Linked DNA regions of Mus musculus: regions 1, 2, 3, 4 and 6 are each linked to region 5. The links are chromatin contacts, called in public ChIA-PET, HiChIP or PLAC-seq and promoter capture Hi-C maps. All regions are on one chromosome and are shown on one strand. The core of a region is the stretch at or near the end of the contact, and the rest is flanking DNA. Distances in the headings are between cores, read along the strand shown. Region 1 overlaps Adk (adenosine kinase). Region 2 has its middle 3.8 kb from the start of Gm30212. Region 3 overlaps Vcl (vinculin). Region 4 overlaps Adk (adenosine kinase). Region 5 holds the start of Samd8 (sterile alpha motif domain containing 8). Region 6 has its middle 14 kb from the start of Plau.

What was found. Promoter capture Hi-C pulls out the DNA fragments that hold promoters and counts their contacts. ChIA-PET counts read pairs in DNA pulled down with a chosen protein or histone mark. HiChIP or PLAC-seq counts read pairs in DNA pulled down with a chosen protein or histone mark.
Region 1: a contact with region 5 is called in a promoter capture Hi-C map of hippocampal neurons, with 5 times the contacts expected there. The contact joins the enhancer-like site here to the promoter of Samd8 in region 5. A contact is called at or near these places in 16 of 39 promoter capture datasets (the 3T3-L1 cell line, 3T3-L1-derived adipocytes, the C10 cell line and 11 more), 2 of 15 datasets of contacts at CTCF or cohesin (embryonic stem cells and large pre-B cells), 1 of 484 Hi-C or Micro-C datasets (bone marrow-derived macrophages), 7 of 115 datasets of contacts at active chromatin or transcription factors (the 230-238 cell line, bone marrow-derived macrophages, embryonic basal ganglia and 3 more) and 2 of 9 other capture datasets (adipose tissue and macrophages).
Region 2: a contact with region 5 is called in an RNA polymerase II ChIA-PET map of memory CD8 T cells, with 9 read pairs. The contact joins the enhancer-like site here to the promoter of Samd8 in region 5. A contact is called at or near these places in 5 of 39 promoter capture datasets (embryonic stem cells, hippocampal neurons, liver and 1 more), 3 of 115 datasets of contacts at active chromatin or transcription factors (embryonic forebrain, embryonic stem cells and memory CD8 T cells) and 2 of 9 other capture datasets (adipose tissue and liver).
Region 3: an H3K27ac HiChIP or PLAC-seq map of trophoblast stem cells shows a contact between it and region 5, with 4 times the contacts expected there. The contact joins the enhancer-like site here to the promoter of Samd8 in region 5. A contact is called at or near these places in 2 of 39 promoter capture datasets (embryonic stem cells and hematopoietic stem and progenitor cells), 3 of 115 datasets of contacts at active chromatin or transcription factors (astrocytes, embryonic forebrain and trophoblast stem cells) and 4 of 9 other capture datasets (adipose tissue, liver, macrophages and 1 more).
Region 4: an H3K4me3 HiChIP or PLAC-seq map of bone marrow-derived macrophages shows a contact between it and region 5, with 4 times the contacts expected there. The contact joins the enhancer-like site here to the promoter of Samd8 in region 5. A contact is called at or near these places in 8 of 39 promoter capture datasets (the 3T3-L1 cell line, the C10 cell line, cranial neural crest and 5 more), 1 of 15 datasets of contacts at CTCF or cohesin (large pre-B cells), 4 of 484 Hi-C or Micro-C datasets (bone marrow-derived macrophages, embryonic stem cells, myeloid progenitors and 1 more), 10 of 115 datasets of contacts at active chromatin or transcription factors (the 230-238 cell line, bone marrow-derived macrophages, embryonic basal ganglia and 5 more) and 2 of 9 other capture datasets (adipose tissue and macrophages).
Region 6: a promoter capture Hi-C map of the HPC-7 cell line shows a contact between it and region 5, with 5 times the contacts expected there. The contact joins the enhancer-like site here to the promoter of Samd8 in region 5. A contact is called at or near these places in 5 of 39 promoter capture datasets (the HPC-7 cell line, embryonic stem cells, hippocampal neurons and 2 more), 2 of 115 datasets of contacts at active chromatin or transcription factors (bone marrow-derived macrophages and large pre-B cells) and 2 of 9 other capture datasets (embryonic stem cells and macrophages).

Annotation. Positions count from the first base shown.
Region 1 is chr14:21,220,282-21,223,435 of GRCm38.p6, forward strand. All of the region lies in intron 4 of Adk (adenosine kinase), which reads left to right. Among named protein-coding and RNA genes, the nearest start is that of Adk, 170 kb to the left of the region's middle. Within about 2 kb of position 1,625, at least 15 of the 459 cell types and tissues checked have an H3K27ac peak or open chromatin away from gene starts, as enhancers often do. A contact at or near this core is called in forebrain and hippocampal neurons, where this site is marked.
Region 2 is chr14:20,883,134-20,886,214 of GRCm38.p6, forward strand. No RefSeq gene overlaps it. Among named protein-coding and RNA genes, the nearest start is that of Gm30212, 3.8 kb to the right of the region's middle. Within about 2 kb of position 1,743, at least 21 of the 459 cell types and tissues checked have an H3K27ac peak or open chromatin away from gene starts, as enhancers often do. A contact at or near this core is called in memory CD8 T cells, where this site is marked.
Region 3 is chr14:20,972,648-20,975,624 of GRCm38.p6, forward strand. All of the region lies in intron 2 of Vcl (vinculin), which reads left to right. Among named protein-coding and RNA genes, the nearest start is that of Vcl, 45 kb to the left of the region's middle. Within about 2 kb of position 1,399, at least 58 of the 459 cell types and tissues checked have an H3K27ac peak or open chromatin away from gene starts, as enhancers often do. A contact at or near this core is called in trophoblast stem cells, where this site is marked.
Region 4 is chr14:21,199,597-21,202,522 of GRCm38.p6, forward strand. All of the region lies in intron 4 of Adk (adenosine kinase), which reads left to right. Among named protein-coding and RNA genes, the nearest start is that of Adk, 150 kb to the left of the region's middle. Within about 2 kb of position 1,450, at least 19 of the 459 cell types and tissues checked have an H3K27ac peak or open chromatin away from gene starts, as enhancers often do. A contact at or near this core is called in bone marrow-derived macrophages and hematopoietic stem and progenitor cells, where this site is marked.
Region 5 is chr14:21,749,229-21,752,376 of GRCm38.p6, forward strand. Samd8 (sterile alpha motif domain containing 8) reads left to right here and starts at 1,303. Exons shown (of 6, transcript NM_026283.3): 1 at 1,303-1,552. The coding sequence starts at 1,379.
Region 6 is chr14:20,849,304-20,852,203 of GRCm38.p6, forward strand. No RefSeq gene overlaps it. Among named protein-coding and RNA genes, the nearest start is that of Plau, 14 kb to the left of the region's middle. Within about 2 kb of position 1,273, at least 23 of the 459 cell types and tissues checked have an H3K27ac peak or open chromatin away from gene starts, as enhancers often do. A contact at or near this core is called in the HPC-7 cell line, where this site is marked.

The DNA of each region.
Region 1 (3,154 bases), core at 375-2,874, 530 kb before region 5:
GATACTAAGTCAAACACACAAGCGCACACCAATTACATTCAAAAAATTATTCATTTATTCATTTATTTCTGTTTCTGTCTGAGAGCGTGTGTGTGTGTGTGTGTGTGTGTGTGTGTGTGTGTGTGTGTGTGTGTGTTTGTAGTTAAGTATGAAGCCAGGCGGTCTTGGCTCCTTCAGAGCTGGAGTTGCAGCCATTTTCAAGACAGCCTTGGGTGCTGAGCTCCTGACCTCAGCAGTTGCACGTAACTGATGAGCCGTTTCTCAGGGGTGTAAATTAAAGATGATAAGGACTGGGCACAAACAGCAGAAAGAAACCATGGGAGTATTAAATGAAAAGGAACATTTTATAGCATAAATATTCAGATGGTGTGATCTGATAAAGAGTTTAGCAAAGTCTAAGTCATACACAGTACTTAGTGACTACCCAATCAAGGGCCGGTGCTTGCTAAAGAAGAGCTGGCTTGCCTAGCTTCAGATCCCTTGCAGTTCAGTTCATTTGGAACCAATATCATCGTTGTCTTCATCATCATACAGTTATTATTACTATCAACAGTAAGAGGGCTTGAGGCTGAGGCAGTCCTGGTGGCGTAGAGCTCTGGAAGAGCCTCCTAGACTTCTGCGGTTCTTGCCTCTTGCCAAGCGGCAGCACTGCAGAGCTTAGAGCAAATGAATGGAATTGGAAGCAACGGGATTTGGAAACTGTTATAATGGAGTTGACGAGGTAGGGTAGCATAGATGGAGAGTAACAGTGGAGTTAAGGAAGAGCAGTCAAGATCTAGAAACAGTTTAAGGATAAAGCTCGGGGGCTTTTCCGTTGGACTAGATGTGAAATGTGACTAACACTCTCCCTTCCTCTGTAATCCTATTTCATGAAATAGCAAAACAAATCCTTTCTTATGTTTGATAAGTTAATATTCTTTAAAATAATTCCCTGGCATCCTATTACAGTCTGATAAAATTTATATTCTTACCATACCAGCAAAGCCCACATACTTAGAACCTTCTGGGGTTTTTTTTTCTAGCTTTTTTTCGTATTTCATTAGCTCTACTGGTTTTCAGTTATTTTAATGGGATATCATTGTTTAACTTTGAAGAAAAAGAACACTGTCCCTTTTCTTGGTTCAGGAAGTTCCTTAGACTCATTTTTTGCCTGATGCTCTCTTTCACATATTTACATAGTTTATGTCTACCGTACTTTCCTGGGCCTGTCTCTTGCATAAGCTTTCGTAGGGTTTTCATACTTGGTATCCTTACACATTTTTGTGATTGATAACGTTTGAGTTTTATTTCGTTTGTTTTGCAAGCATCTGTGTGTATATTTACTTGCATGTCACAGTACATGTGTGGAAGTCAGAGGACAACTTGCAGGAATGAATTTCCTCCGTCCATCTGGGTCTCGGGTCTCAGAGTTAGCTGACTGGTGCTTTACCTATTGAGACATTTCTCACGTCCTTTGGTTATACTGTGAGATAAGATAAGGCTAAGTTAGCCAGGCCGGCCTTGAATTGGCAGCAATCATGGTGCCTCAGCCTCCTAATAGGTTTGGCTATCAGGCATGCATCACCGTGCTTGGCTTTTGCTTGCTTGCTTGTTTCTTTGCTTTGTCTGGTATTTAGAATCTCTATGACATAGGAAAAGGCTTCATAGTGTGTGTTCCTATGACAACACTGTGCCTAAGCATAGAACACATTCTATAAATGTCCTCAGATTGAATTGGCTGACTCAATTAGTGAACAAATGAACAAACAATATTTACATTACATGCTGAATTGCAGTCCAGGACTCTCTAACTTGGATGTCAGTTCAACTTTGTCATTTTGTTATTTTCTTTTCCTAATTAGTCACTTCATATTAGTATTGTCAGATGGTCATGAGTGACATTTACCACAAGAATATTTGTTCATTCAAATCCCCTCCATTGTTAATGGCTAGAGAGACAAATCCCTAAGTTTTAGAAAATAACTGTCCTTACACGGTCCTGCTGTGAAGAATCATGTCAAAGGAAATGTGAAACCGAAGCTTTGGATGTGCCCCATCCCCAGCACAGTTGCCTCTTGAAGCTATAATCCCAAAGGAAGGGAAGCAAAGAGAGAAATCTACGGTGCAAGTTCAGGTTTGCTACTATAAGTGTTCAAGAAAGGACAGTTACCATGGCAACAAATGCATGAATTTCAAGTGGAAAATTTTCAGCATATGTGACTGATAAAATTGTGGCATCCTGATTCTTTCTAGTATAGGGTTGTTCCTTATCTGCTGAAAGTATTCTGAATACCCCTAATGAAATTAAATTTAAATCCTTTTTTCACATTTCTGTGTGTCTTCACATTTGTGCCATTTATGTGTGGAGGTGAGAGGACATCCTGACCTCCATGATGCGGATTCCAGATATCAAACCCAGATCATCAGGGTTGGTACAAAGGTACTTTACATTCTGAGCCATTGCATCGTCCCTAAAATTAATGTAAATTTCTATGACACTGTTTTATGTGATTTTTTTATACTTAAGAATTATATTCAAGAATACCCTCATGAATATACTGTGTCTAAAGTCAAATATTTGGATGGCTATCTATGGCAGGGGAGATGGCTCAGTGATAACGTGATTGCTGTGGAAGTGTAAGGACCTGAGTTTGACTGCCCAGAACCTGCATGAAAGCAGGCAGCATGCATCTGTAACCCTGTGGAGCCTGGGGCACTCGGAGCAAGTGACTCCCAATGGCTCACTTCCCATTTTAGCTGAAATGTAAAGCTCCAGGACTGGTGAGAGACCCTGTCTCAAAGGAGGAAGGTGACAGCCAATAGAGCAGGATGCTTGTCAATTCTAGCCTCCACGTGTACATACATGCATAGACAGTCTATCCACACACACATGCTCTCACATGCATACTACACAGACACAATTTCAAAAATAAATAAAGATTACTTCACTAATCTATACTAGACACTTGCTAAATATGATGATCAATGCTTTAATGTCTTTGGTCTTCTTGGTCATAGAAAACGACTTGGCACTCTATAGATTCTCTTGTCGTAAATGCTTTCCCACCCCAGCTCAGGAAAGCTGTTAAGCTTTAAGTGCTCTGTCATATTTACAGCCTTTTATAGTAGAAGAGAACAGCAGTCGGCAATGATGAGGGAAAACGATGGCAGGTAG
Region 2 (3,081 bases), core at 493-2,992, 870 kb before region 5:
AACATATTTCCTGAGCTGAGTTTTGAGGGATGAGGAGTCTACCAGATCAACTGACAAAAAGGGCATCGATGGGGCACGTACTTTCCATGGGGACACTTATTATAGCATGAGATGTCGTTAATACCGAATAGGTCAGCATGGTGAACATGGAGCATGGGGAGAGGGTCTACTGAGGGAGTAGGCACCTAGAAACAGAACTGAGCCTGAAGAGACCTATGTGGCATTGAATACAGGCAGGTGTCTTTGCCTCCACTCAATAGTAAGACTTACAGAGAAGGCCAGAGTGGAGGACAGTCAGGTTTTTACTCTTTGCACCACAGTGCCTCTTGGGGCTGGCCCATCCTTGATGGTCCTTTGATGTTCTGGCCTGAACCACTTCAAGCTCTTAGGGAAGAACAGGGCTGACTCTACAGTAGGCTCTAACCATACTGGCCACACACTTGGCATGCCTTTGTACCAGAAGCCACAAGAGAGCTTTCTCCAGCAGTGCTGTTCCTAGAAAATGGCATGTTGCACCCAATCAAGAAATGATAGAGGAGGCTGGCTTCTTGGCACCCAGCTGTCTTAAGCAGTCCCTTTCCATTCCTTCTGCCAGGAGTGCATCTCTCTGTTCTCTCATTCCCCTCCACCACAGAGAGCCACACATACAGCAGGAGCTCCACCCCAGGATTTTATAATGCTGCATAGGCTTTGGAATCAGAAAGACCCAATTCTTGCACTCACTGTAACGGCTGAGATGAACAGAACAATAATTTTGTGTGTTGTCAAGAGTGTGAAAGAACTAGAACACTGGTCTAGGGTTTCTGGGAGTATGGGATGGCCCCCATATCTCTGACACTACAGTGTTTAATAAAATGTTAAATATCCCCAACTAAGGAGACTGTTCATGGCAGTGTTATTCAAAATAACCTAAAACTGGGGCAGGGGATCCAAATCCACTAGATAAATAAACTGAAGTGTAAATTCACAAAATGGAATGCTACTTGGTAGTAAAATTGGAGCAACATGGTGGTACATACACTATATATACATCTCAGATAGACTTTGTGAAGAAAATCAAGCTGGATACAAGAATACTGGTCTGAAGTTCAGGAATGAGTAAAAACCAACACTGGAGGACAGAAGCCAAAACCTTTGGTTATTGCCAGGTGGTGGTGGCGGCACACACCTTTAATCCCACTCAGGAGGGGGGGGCACTGGATCTTTGAGTTTGAACCCCTACTGCTTTACTTGGTGAGTTCCAGGACAGCCAGAACTATGTGAGAAATCCTGTCTCCTAAAACCAATAAACAAACAAACAAATATTAAAAATTAGTGTGTCTGGGAGTCAGAGCAGCAGCAACTATTTTCTGGAAAGAGGTATGAATGACAGAACTCCAAGGAATGATAGAAATGTATGTAAATTAGAAAGAGAAAGAGAGAGAAGTTGAAGAAGAAGAGGGAAGAAGGAAAGAAAGAGGAGAGGAAGGAAGAAAAGGGGGGACAGAGGAGGGAGAAAATAGAAAAGTCCCGGTCTGGTTCCCAGGTGTGGCACTGTCACGTATGGACATTACTTTCTCATAGGTGGTTTTTGGAATCAACCAGGCGAATGCACGGAAATCTCGTAGCTCAAGAGCCTGACAAATACTGTAAACGTAGTAAAAAAAAAAAAAAATAACCCTTGCTCTTGGTCCCTTATCCACCATCTTCTCTTTTAAGAACTGGATCCCAGGGCTTGGGGTGTGGCTCAGCTGGTAGGAGGTTTGGTTAACTTGTAGGAAGTCGTCAGTTCTATCCCTAGCACAGCACACACTGGCTGTGGTGGTGCACACAGGCAATTCCAGCACTCAAGAGGTAGATATACAAGGAGCAGAAGTTCAAGGCCATCCTTGGTGCATAGAGTCTGAATCCAGCTTAGCCTACATAAGACCATGCCTCAGAAACAAAACAAAACAGACAGCAAACAAATAAGGACTGACATGTGAAGCTTTGTCCACCCCCCACCCAGCCCCCAAAAAGACCCAGTTCCCACCTCTGGGCTAAGCCAGAGCCCCAGGCAGAACTCTGAAGCCCTATAGCACTCACCCTCACAGTACCCACAAGGCTCAGTGACTAGAAAGTTTCATCGAATTCTGAACAGGAAGCAGCAGTGGCAGCTGATAATCTGTGACCTGAATATAGCTATCCATTATCTCACTGTGGTTTCTTGTTTCCCTGACAGAGGAAACGCCCACGACTTTCTTGAAGTTATTCTAAACACTCAGTTCCTTGTTCGGCTCTGGCAGGATAATGTTTCCCCTGGGTGCCCCGGTGTTTTGAGCTGCAGCCTCCCTGCCAGCCTGAGGCTCAAGCTCAGCGGTCAACCTGTGGGGCCAACTGTCCCCTCCACGGAGGAGACAGTGACAGGAACAGATCAAAAATAGGCCATCAGTATCTGCAGCTATTGGAAGAAAAAAACAAAAAAACAAAACAAAACAAAACAAAAAAAAAAAAACCAAAGCAAAAAACCCCTCAGACATAGAGCATCCACTTCTTGTTCCTCTTGAGGAAGGCAGCAGGCAGAGCTGCCATGTGAGGAGGGTGTGTACCACTGGCTTCTCATCACAACTAGTTCCTGAGTCACACGCCACCCTGAGTTTACTCTTCTGTGATTCTCTTCCCTTAAAAGAGGCAGATCTGCTCTCCTGGGGTATGTTCAGTTTCCAAATGAGGAGCAGAGACAAGCTCAAGACTCAGGATAAACAGAATTGTCCCGTTAACTCAAGTTCTTACGAAGCCCAATAGTCCAACATGGGCATGGTGGTACAAGCCTTTAATCCTAGCACTTGAGAGGCAGAGGCATTCAGATCATTATCCTGCCAGATAATGAGTTTGAGGCCAGCCTGATTTGCATAGTGAGTTCGAGGCCAGTGAGGGCTATACAGTGAGACTCTTGCAAAATAAATGTATAAACAAAGAAATAACCCACCCTCGGTGTTCAGGAGACTCGGCTAAACTACAAGGCAGGCAAAGTTTGTCTCTGGCTTCTCTTCTTCCAGGACATACTCTACCCCACCCTCCATCAAAGCTTTTTGGTTTTATTTCAAGATGGGGTCTTGCTAT
Region 3 (2,977 bases), core at 149-2,648, 780 kb before region 5:
GGGAGATCACATATACATTACTAGCATGTATATACATAATATTACCATGTTTGCTGGCTAGTCTTATGTCAACTTGACACAAAAACTAGTTACCTAAAAGGAGGGACATTAACTGAGAAAGTGCCTCCATAAGATCTGGCTGTAAGGCATTTTCTTAGTTAGTAATTGATGGGGGAGGTTCTAGTCTATTGTGGGTAGTACCTCCCTGGTCTGGTGATACTGGGTTCTATAAGAAAGCAGGCTGAGCAAGTCATGAGAGCAAGCCAAAAAGGAGGCACCCCTCCATGTCTTCTTCATCAACTCTTGCCTGTTCCTGTCCTGATTTCCTTCAGTAATGAGAAACAATGTGGACTTGTGAGCCAAATAAATCCTTTCCTCCAAAACTTACTACTGGTCATGGTTTTTGTCGCAGCAATAAAACCCTGACTAAGACACCATGTAATTCTGAGAATGCCAATGTAAAGATTCTGCTCATTTAAAATAAGCTCTCACATTTGAGGCAGAGTCTCATGCGGCCTAAGTTAACTTTGAGCTGCATATATAGCCAAAGCTGGCCTAAAATCCTGATCCCAAGATTGCAGGTGTACACCATCAGTAATAAACTCATTATATAGATAAAAAGACCAATCCTTGACAAACCAACTCACCCAAGATCACCCTGTTACTTTCTTATTGCAGATTTCATGGTTTCTGAAGGTATGTTCATTTTATAGTCAGGTTCTCCAGAAAGAAGTGTGACTCTCGGACAGTAATGACTTGTTTTGCTTTGAGAGACAGTTTCACTATGTAGACCAAGCTGACTTCTTTAAATTTAAATTCACCTGTCTCTGGCTCCTGAGATGAGGGATTAAAGTTGTGTACTATTTTTAGAAGATAACAGTTTATTCTTTTCCTAAGTGTTTCAAAAAGGAGAAAAGTACAGATGTAATCTGTGATATATTTCACTGTCTTAATAATTCTTGTTTATTTGTTATGTTTCTATGTATGTGGTTTATGGTCTATGTGAGGGTGCAGGCATGTGCTTGCCCTAATGTGGCTGTGAGGTCGGAGGATAACTTCCAGGACTTGGTTTTCTCTGCTATTGAGGCTGGGTTACCTTTTGTTTCTGTCCTGTTGCTGTTCTTGTGAGCTTTGGTGATTCTTCTGATAGATGTAAGCTGCACCTCATCTAGCTCTTGTGGGTTCCAAGGATATTAACTCAGGCTGCCAGACTTGCACAGCAAGTCCTGTACTACACTAAGCCATCCCCTTGGCTCCTTTGTCTTAAAATGTGCCAACTGTAAAGAATGAAAGTACTAAGCTTTTACAGATTCAGGGATCACACATACTATTGACTAAGTGACTCATCCCATAGGTATATAGAGACTGTTGACTGCCACAGGTTTTTCCTGGACAAACAGGCCTGGGAAGATGACTCACTGCAGAAAGTACCTGCTGTGTAAGCATGAGGGTGTGAGTTTGGATCCCTAGCACCTGCAGAAAAGGTTGGGTATATCACTATACCCAGTGATATGTACCTGTAACCCCAACATTGGGGGCCAGGGGGTAGGGTGGAGTCTGGAGAGTCCTGGTGGTTTACCCACTGGGTAGCCAGTCTAGTTGAATTTGATTGAGGAAGACACTCAATGAGTTAAGACTTTACTATGTGCACATGAATACACACACACACACACACACACACACACACACACACACACTCTCTCTCTCTCTCTCTCTCATCCCCCCATACAAACATACACTTACACATGCGCTTACTCACTCTCGCACACACACATGCACACACATACGAATAAGTTAAACAGGACGAAAGGCAGATAGAAACACTATTCCTTTATTACCCTGACTTTTCCAATATAGTTCAAATCTCAAATGAATAAATGCATTATTAAAGTGTAAAGATTATATGTTGCTTTTCCTTAAATTGTTTCAGATTTTTATTGTTCTTCCCAGAGTAGAGCCAAGGAACCCATGAAACAGCTCTATTTCTTAAATTCCATGTGTGGACTGCTTGTTATTTAATCCACTTCATTTTGTTCACGAGGCAGCAGAGGCTCAGAAGCTCAGTAACTTGTTGAAAGTAACTGAGCCCAGGGATGGCAGAAGATCCTAACCCAAGACTGTCTGACTGCAAGGCCTGTGCTAAGTCACACTCTCCCTCTCCTTTGTGAGAATGCTGGCTGATAGTAGGCTAGTTTCTTCAAGGCATCCATGAATGATAATAGAGGTAAAACTATCTAGAGGGGAGGAGGTTTGCTGATGGTCCACTCCTGCCACAGACTCTCTCTCTCTTTTTTTTTAAAATTACTTTCTTAAATAAACTCAGCTACTTTAAAAACATTATGATAGTCGTTTCTTTCCTCCAGTCTATATTTCTGCTCATGGTAAGATTTTATTTATATTTATATTTATTTATATTTCTGCTCATGGTAAGACTTACTTGTTGTGCTGGAGATCAGACCCAGGGTCTTAAGGTTTTAGACAGTTATCTTCAGCTGAATTATACACACACACACACACACACACACACACACACACACACACAAATAGCTTGTATTTGTTTAATGTTTTTTTTCAGTATCCATTGAGACAATCACACAGTTTTTTCCTTTATTGTATTATGGTAACCAGTAGTCCACTACATGAATGTACATTTTCTGATAATGAACCATGCTTGCATTTTTTTTTGGTGGATAAATTGTATTTGGTTATGATTTTAAAAAGCATTAACAGGGAGTTGGGACACACTTAGGGGGTTGAAAGCTGGACGATTGCTAGTTTGAGGCCATCCTGAGCTACAAAGGCTGCGTGGGCTGCATAGCAAGATCTTCTTGCCCAACCAAACAGCAGTGCTGAGTTGGGTTAGGATGGTGTGCCCCACCCCATTTTTAAGACTGAATCTCACCGTATGGTCCTGACTGACCTCAGATTCCCTCTCCCCTTCCTCCTGCTACAGTTGTCTGAGTGCTGGGGTTACAGC
Region 4 (2,926 bases), core at 200-2,699, 550 kb before region 5:
ATAATGGCTGCATCATACACACGTGTAATCCCAGCACCGGGGAGGTGGAGACAAGGAGACGAGAATTTCAAGATTCAGTTGAGCCAGGTTGCTCAGTGTCAAAAATTGTTTGTTTCGAAGCTCGGTGTCCTGCGTCTTCCCCAGGACCCACGCGGCAGTGGTCTTTTGGAAATTGTTGTTTGCCTTTTGCACATGTATCCTGGAGCATCCTCAAACATGAACACACACACACCCCAAACTAGGTTTGATTTGAGAAATTCTACTTTTTAGTTACTTTGAATGTTACTAATTTTAAACTGTTAGAAAATCATCATAAGGCACATGTAACATTTATTTACTCTGATAACGAGAATGTGAATAATTCTGGAAGTTCTAAGGTACATGCCTCTTAGTGTGTATCTATTATCTGTGTGTAAATAGTTGACCTACTAGGGAATCAGGGTGTAGTCAAGAAGAGCATGAAAGTAGAAATGGAAATGTGGTAGGAACACATGTGAGACTGTAGGCCGTCCAGGCGAGTGGAGGACTCGGTAGGAGCACATGTGAGACTGTAGGCCATGCAGGCGAGTGGAGGACTCGGTAGGAGCACATGTGAGACTGTAGGCCATGCAGGCGAGTGGAGGACTCGGTAGGAGCACATGTGAGACTGTCAGGCCGTGCAGGCGAGTGGAGGACTCGGTAGGAACACATGTGAGACTGTAGGCCGTGCAGGCGAGTGGAGGACTCGGTAGGAACACATGTGAGACTGTAGGCCATGCAGGCGAGTGGAGGACTCGGTAGGAACACATGTGAGACTGTCAGGCCGTGCAGGCGAGTGGAGGACTCGGTAGGAACACATGTGAGACTGTAGGCCGTGCAGGCGAGTGGAGGACTTGGTAGGAACACATGTGAGACTGTAGGCCGTGCAGGCGAGTGGAGGACTTGGTAGGAACACATGTGAGACTGTAGGCCATGCAGGCGAACAGAGGGCTCGTTGCTGCTTCTCAGAGACTTGCTTTCAGTTCGTCTACTTTTACACTGTCATAAATATTTATATAGCATGTTCATTGCTAATCTAATATTTGAATGCTTAAAACGGCTGTCAGAGTCATGCAGAGTAGGCTTACTTAACCAATACTATTGCTTGTTCCCCTAGATATTGAATAGTACAATTATGCACAACATTTAAATATTGGCTCAGAAATAGTTTAAAAAAAAAATCTGAGGGCCCCAAATTGAGGTCCAGGCCAGGCAGAGCTGCATTATCTCAAACAAAGACGCATGTACAGCAAACATCAATTTCAGGAAGCACTTCCATAAACAACTTCTTAGTGACTGTAGTATTCAGTTCATTCTATATCTAATTATCTTTATTTCTGTATAGATTAGAGGTTCTACTGCTATGTTACAGACCACAACCACAGACAACTTTGGAGGAAATGGTTTATTGCAGCACAACTCAGATTTCAGTCTTTCATTGAAGGAAGCTGCGGCAGGATGTCCAAGAGGGAACTGAAGAGGCCATGAAGGAGTGCTTCTGCTCACTGTCTTGTTTTTCTGACCTGCTTAATCTGCTTCAGATCGCACCTAGGGCCAACATCCCAGAGGTGGCAGTGCCCTCCTACATAAGTCTCCAGTCTAGAAAATGTACCACAGGCTTGCCTACAGACCAGGGAGAGGGGGTGCATTTTCTCAGTTGAGATTCCCTCTTCCCAAATGCCTCTAACCTGGTAATGCTGACATAAAAATTAGCCAACACAATGTCACATATTCAGAGTAAATATGTAAATACAGTGTGACTCATACTTATCGTATGTCGCTATGGCATTATGCAGAATTGAAGTTATTTTCCTTGATGCACTGTGATGGATGTATGGGTGACGTAATGACTTAGGTTTCCTACACATTTAGATTTTAGTTTTACATTTCTGTTCCCAATGATGATGTACTTGGTAGTGTACTGTTCAAGTGTTCTAATAGGTGTGGGTATCCCATTCATTGTGCATTGCCACTCATAAGCTCCTCCTCATAAATAACAGTTCTGTGCTTCTATTTGTATTTGTTTTGCTGCATTTTCTTAAAAGTTGCTTTGAGAATTCTTTATCTCTCCCCATCATTCAAAGCTCTGAAATTCATGACTGGCACGTTTGACTCAGTTGCTACTGAATGTATATTTTCATGTTTTAAACATGAAGAATAACAAAACATAGACTTAGCACCAAGTGGTATTACTCCCTGGTATCTTTTGGTGCTTCTTCCTCACCTGAATGAAAGGAAATAGTCTTTAATTTTGTGTACATCCTAAATTTTAAGAACTTGACTTAATATAGACATGGCAGACACTCCATAATCTATTCAAAAGTTGTAATTCCATGTCATTTTCTATTATAGATATAAACAACCATGACCATTGTAAATTTGTAGTATTTTTATCCCCTCCAAAAGAAATCCCAAGGCTTAAGAGATGGGTTAGTCAGTAAAATCTTTACTGTGGAAGCTTAGAGACCTGAGTTCATTCCCTAACACTGACAGGAAACCAGGTGCTATAATCCCAACTATGATGAGGGTTGGATAGGATGGATCCCTCCCAGCTCCAGGTTCTATGAGATAACCTGTCTCCAAAGATAACTTAAAGCGTGATTAATGCTGACTTCCCGCTTTCACACACGTGCACACAACTTGCACACGGGTATAGATACATATGAATAGGTACATGTATGTACAAAAACATGAAGTCCCGTACACTTTAGCTGTCACTGACCACCTGCCTTGTTCTTCTTCGAAAGTCTGCTACCTGTGTTTTAGAGTCCCCTCACCAACTTATACAAAGAATATATCTGAGCTTCTTTTTTAACTGTGTTGGGTCTATAGATTACTGGGGATAGGACTGCTACCTTTTTGTATTGTTGCTATATGTTTGGGGTTTGTTAGTTGTTGGTTGTTTGTT
Region 5 (3,148 bases), core at 53-2,552:
TGATGGATCCTTTTATGTCAGAGAGGTGATCATTGCCCAAGGCTCTGAGAATAAGGCTCTGAGAATCTTTGGACACTAGAACCACTTTTTAAACATTATTTTTATAATTAAAAATATTTTATTGGTACTGGAGAGATGGCTCAGTGGTTAAGAACACAGATAATACATGCAGGCAAACATTTATACATATAAAATAAGTTTTAAAATTATGTTTGAGTGCCTACAAATATGTATGTGGGCCACATGCATCCCATGCCTGCTGTATCCAGAAAGTGGGGGTGGGGGGTGGGTCTCCTGGAATTAGAGTTCTAGATGGTTGTGAGGTGGCATGTGGCATTGAACTTGAGGCATTGAGGTGAAAGGGTATTAAACCTGAGTCTCCAGCAAGAGCAGCAAGTGCTCTAACCACTGAGCAACACCTCTACCCCTATAGAAGCACGGGGACAAGAGAGTTCTCTGCCTACAAGGGCTGCAGGAGATGAGATGTTTTGCAGTGTCATGGAGCCCTTGAAGGTTCTGAGCATACTAGGCAGATTCCTGGCTGCCCCTGTTCTCCTCCTGTCCATCTTAGAATCTGCCCCCTTCTCCCTCAGAACTACCAAAGCCGGTCCTGCATTGTTCAAGAAAGTAGAGTCAAAGAGGGCTGAGATTTCAAGCTGCAGATGGCTTCAGACGTGGATTCTGCCAATGTTAGGCTTGCTTTAGAAGGGGATATTCCGTTAAGGTGGGGTATGGTAGTAGCAGGAAAGAACCCAGGTTCTGTCTGAGGTTAGCTTGGGCTTGGGTACCAGCTTGGATTAACTGTGCTACGTCAGGCTACAATGTTTCTTGACCTTTCTATGAGATCTACAGAGTTGAAACAATGATTTGAAGTATAGTCTCTAGCACAGTACAAAATCAAGGGGCAATAAACGGGGCTGGGCAGTGGTGGCACTCGCCTTTAATCTCAGCACTTGGGAGGAAGAGGCAGGTGGATCTCTGTGAGTTTGAGGCCAGCCTGGTCTACAGAGTGATGTCCAGGACAGCTGAAGCTACACACAGAGGAACCTTGTCTCGAAAACACCAAAGGTGGAAAAACAAATAAATGATGCAACTTGAGGACTGACTGAGAAGGGGTTTGCCCCTTCAAAGGGCTCAGGATAATAGCCTCTTCCTAGGCTCCAACCCCAGTCAACAACCCACAAGCCTTCTCCTATCTTCATTAAAACCCTTTGATGAATTATGCTTGGGCATGACGCAAGCGCTCTCCCCCTCCCCCTTGGGTTTCCCCTCCTCTTCCGGTTTTGGACCCGCCCCCTCCCCGTAGCGCCCCGCCTCCCGAAGCAGTTCCGGTTCGGCTGGCCGCTGCTGGCGGCACGGCTCCAAAGGGGCCGGAGCGATGCCCGCTGGTAGCCGAGCCGGCTCCCGCCTGCGCTCCGGCTCCCTCCCCCGGCCTTCGCGTCTGACTCTCAAGGCGCTGCGCCCCGCCTACGCGCCGAGGACCCCCGACTCCAACGGCGACTTAGACACCGGCTCCGAGCTGGGTCCCGGCAGCCCGGCTCCCACCGCGGAGGTGAGCGGGCGCCGAGGCTGATGAGAGGGGAGATTGGGGGGCGCCTGCAACCAAGGGTGAGTGGAGAGTCGGGGGCGCCAAGGGCCGCGGGGAGACGGTTGGGGAAGCCAGGGGAGGCCGCTCTGGAATGGAATCCGGAGAAAATCAGGGGGTTGAGCTGACCCGCGGGCAACAAGGGACGAGGCGCAGGGGCTGGGTCCTTGCTACCCGGCTAGGGGAGAAGGAACGTGCAAGAGGGGTCCCCGGAATCCAGACCTGGAGGAGGAGGTGCCCTGGGTTGTAGCCATAGAGATGAGGGATAGGGAGAGCTGGCCCCGGGCCTCCTGTAACCCGTAACCCGCATGAGGGCGAGGCAGCCGGGTGGGGACTGACAGCCACCTGACTCGGTGGGAATGGTGGCTGGTTTCGCAGGGCGGGAGTTAGGGTTGCCTGGAAAGAGGGAGGTGCTGTCGGGTGGGAAGGAGCTTGGCCTAAAGGTTAGAGAGGAAAAGTCCAGGGGAAAAAAAGGAGCCCTTGGGGATCTAATTTAGGGCCTTGGCTTTTTTACAGGTAAGTGTCTTTCAAGGTGTCAAAAATCTCTGGGTAGTGGATGACGGCTTTGGGGCTTGCCTGTTTGTGATCCCTTTAAGAAGCTAGATTGCGAGGGGCGGGTATGCATCGCTGATTCTCGTACAGGGACTGGGGGAGGCGATCGGAGAGAGGAAGTGATGTTCGTAGAGGGTAGTGATTTGTGAAAATAAAGATGTCACTCAGATTTCTTCTGACGCGAGTGGTTTCTTCTCCTCTGTGCTTCGTTTTTAAGAAGGTTCAGATGTCAGGCAAGTGTAAGTCTTTAGTACATTACCTTTAAATTAAAAAAATTAAATCTGCAAGGGGAATTTGGACGTTTGGATTTTACAGATAATTCAGTGCGAATTGTTAACACTTGAATACAGCTTGAGTTGGCCCGCATATTGGCCACAGGGTGGAAATATGGTCCGTGGAAATTCTTGGGTTTAAGAGGTCATTTACGACAAGAAGTGAAGCCACCCATAGTCCAGAATCCTACAAGATCGTCCCCATTGGTAACTCGAGGATTGGAGTTACCTCGTACAAAATTTGAAAGGTGATTTTAACAGCTTTTTCAGGATCAGTATTCTCTTGCTATTTAGCAGATTTTTTCCACATGAATGGAATTTTTTTTCTATCGTGATCAAGAAACCTAAAGGTAGCAAAGGGAGGTTATAGTTGGCAGCTGACAAAAGAAATGTGTAAGCACACAGGTGCTTTTTCTGGAAGATGTAGTACCAAAGCTGTAACTCTGCCAGAAAAATATTGATCCCAAAACTTTTTGAGTTCATATAAATAAGAAATGGTATCGTGACTCCTTTGACTTCTAACTGAGGCTCATTAAGGCTCCTTGCAGCTTATCAGATAGGTTTGGCTATGTTGTTGGGCATTTCAAAACCAACTTTTAATTATTTTCTACTTTCAACAAGCCTCTACTGCTCCATCCTCACAAGATGACCATCTACTGTGGCTGCAACAAGCTTTTAAATTGCTTTCTGTGAATGGGACCTTAATATCAGACTGGCAAAAGCTCAGTGGATAATAATT
Region 6 (2,900 bases), core at 23-2,522, 900 kb before region 5:
CACTCATTCAATTCCACTGATTTGTGGAGATATAGCAGCCTTTCTGAGGCATCCTAGGTAAAGCACGTGACAGTTCTTTGTAAATATCTATGTATGAGACAGTATCATTTGCATTTCAAAGGAAATGGGCTTCTTTCCTTTCTCAGGCCATCCCCTCCCCGCCTTTCTCCTTGCTTTCCCCCTCCCCCACCTTTCTCCTTGCTTTCCCCCCCACCCCACCTTTCTCCTTGCTTTCCCCCCACCCCACCTTTCTCCTGCTTTTTTTTTGTGTGCCCTTACTCTGCTACTCTGCTTGATGACCCGGTAAGTCTAAAATAACTCAGTAACTTTAATATCTTACTATCCAAGGATCCATCTCTCTTCTTGTGTGTGTGTTGCTGAAAAAAAGTTCCGACACGATGGCACACACACCTATAACCTCAGCATTCCTGAGGCAAAGCCAAGAAGAAAATCAAGAGTTCTAGGCCATCCTGGACTCCACCAAGACTCTAGCTAAAACCAAAACAACCTCTTCTCAAAACTACATAAAATTCTGCTAAAAGGCGGGCATCCTCAGCCCAGTAATGGTGTGGGCTGTGCTTCTTTCTGGTGTTACCCCGCCTCTGCCTTTCTACTTGCTTTCCTCTCTCTTGTTTTTGTTTGTGTTTCTTGTGCCCTTGTTCTGCTTGATGATCCGGGAAGGCTTAAAAACTCATTAACTTTAAAGTCTTACTAATGCAAGTACCTCTCTCTCTCTCTCTCTCTCTCTTTTCGTGTGTGTGTGTGTGTGTGTGTGTGTGTGTGTGTTGCTGAAAAAATAAAAAGCCAGGCATGATGGTTTGGGATCTTAAAGGGAACTCAAAATTTTTTGATTCATTGATTTCTCTTTTACCTACTCACTCAACATTTATGGAATTGGTCAAGGGCTGGGCACTGCTGTATACTGGGTAGAGCAATGAACAACCTTGCTGAGCTAAAAGTCAAGCAAGAGAACAGACAAACCAATAAATGGAAGACGTTGAGCACCTCAGCATGAGGAAGACATGCAAGATGGGCACGGAGGGCTGAGAGAACAGATTGGAGGACGTCACCTGGAATGGAGCACTGAGGGACAAACACAGGGAGGAGAAATGGCATTCTGAACTGATGGAGCATTGTGTACAAAGGTGAAGAAGGGAGCATAGAAGATCCAGGGACTGCAGCCCAGGGGGCTAGGACATGGTCCAGCACTGCACAGGAGGTTTGGTTGAAGGGATGAGCTATTAGGATCGTGAGGGCCTAGAGGACTCTGCTACATGAAGGGATTTATGGCAGGGAGTCCATCTAAGAGCTTGAAGCAGTCTGATTGTTGGGCCTAGATGAGTCTATGGGCAGGCAAAACCAGTTTGGGGACTATTTCAATTAGCCTCAAGGGAACTGCTAAGGAGGTGAATCATCCCTGTGGGGTATGAGGGGAGGCTGGTACAGTACAGATAAAGGAGATTTGTGGAGATATAGCAGACTTGATACTGACTCAGAGTGGGAGGAGGGGCTCTAGCTTTTCGTTTAGAATCCTTACTTTAGACAAATAAAGACATTATATTATTTTACAGGTGAGATATTTAGGCTCCACTGTAGGTGGACTCCTGGAAGTCATATCTAAGTAGGTGGTTGGTCCAAGAAGAGTTATGACTGGTGGAGTTGGGAGGACCAGTCTCTCAGGAAAGCTGACATGGTTAATGACCTCTACCTGCCCACCTAATTGGAGAACTTCTCCAACACCATGATCACAAAGCCTTGCTGCTACCTAAGCTTGCATAGCCTATGCTTGTCTCTAAAATATCTGGGGTCATTTCAGCCTTGTGACTATGGCTCTGACTCTAGGAGTTCTTCAAAGCCTCCTGTCATGAGATTCACTGTCAGGAAATTAGTGGATGAGATTCTGGTATGTATACTGAGATCAACAGATGTTGGCTCTAGTTGCCTTGTGATTTCCTAAAACTGAGACGTTAAGAGTGTTTCAGCGGATCACATGCACTTATTAGATAAGCAGATTCTAGCAAGCAGGTTGCAGAAATGCAGCTTTGAGGAGAACTGTAGCTAGTGTCTTCTCATCCCATCCTCCAAATCCTTCCTTTCTGTGGTCTCCCAGTTGCCCAAACTTTTCACATATCAGCAGGCTCATCTATCTATCTATCTATCTATCTATCTATCTATCTATCTATCTATCTATCTATCTACCTTCATTCTTCTCTCATATGTTACATTCCAACCATGTTTTTCCCTCCTCCTTTTTTCCTCCTAGACCCCCACCCTCATCCTCCAATCCATTTCTCCTCTGTTACCCTTCAGAAAAGGGCAGATCTCCCAGGGATATCAACCAAATATGACTTATCAAGTTGCAATAAGACTAGGTGCCTCCCTCATATTAAGGCTGGACAAGGCAGTCCAGTATGAGGAAAAGGGTCCCAAAAGCCAGCAAAAGAGTCAGAGACAGTACTGGTTCCCACTTTTAGGAGTCTCAAAAGATGACCAAGCTACAAGACCATAACATATATGCAAAGGAGCTAGCCCAGACCCATACAGGCTCCCTGATTGTTGGTTCAGTCTCTGTGGGCCCCTGTGAAACTAGGTTAGTTGATTCTGTGGCTTTTCTTCTGTGTCCTTGACCTCTCTGGCTCCTGCAATCTTTCCTTCCCTCCTCTGCAGGACTCCCTGAGCTCTGCCTAATGCTTGGCTGTGGTACTCTACATATGATCCCATTAGTTGCTGGATGAAGTCTCCCTGGTTTCTTTGATGACAATTCTGCTAGGATCTGGTCCCAGCACATTCTGCAGGTAGGACAAAATGTAGGTTGCAGGCTTTGTGGCTGGGTTGTGTCCCAGTCTCTCTGCTTGTGGTCTTGCCAGGTTGCAGAAGATGGCTAGTTTAGGGTCTGTATC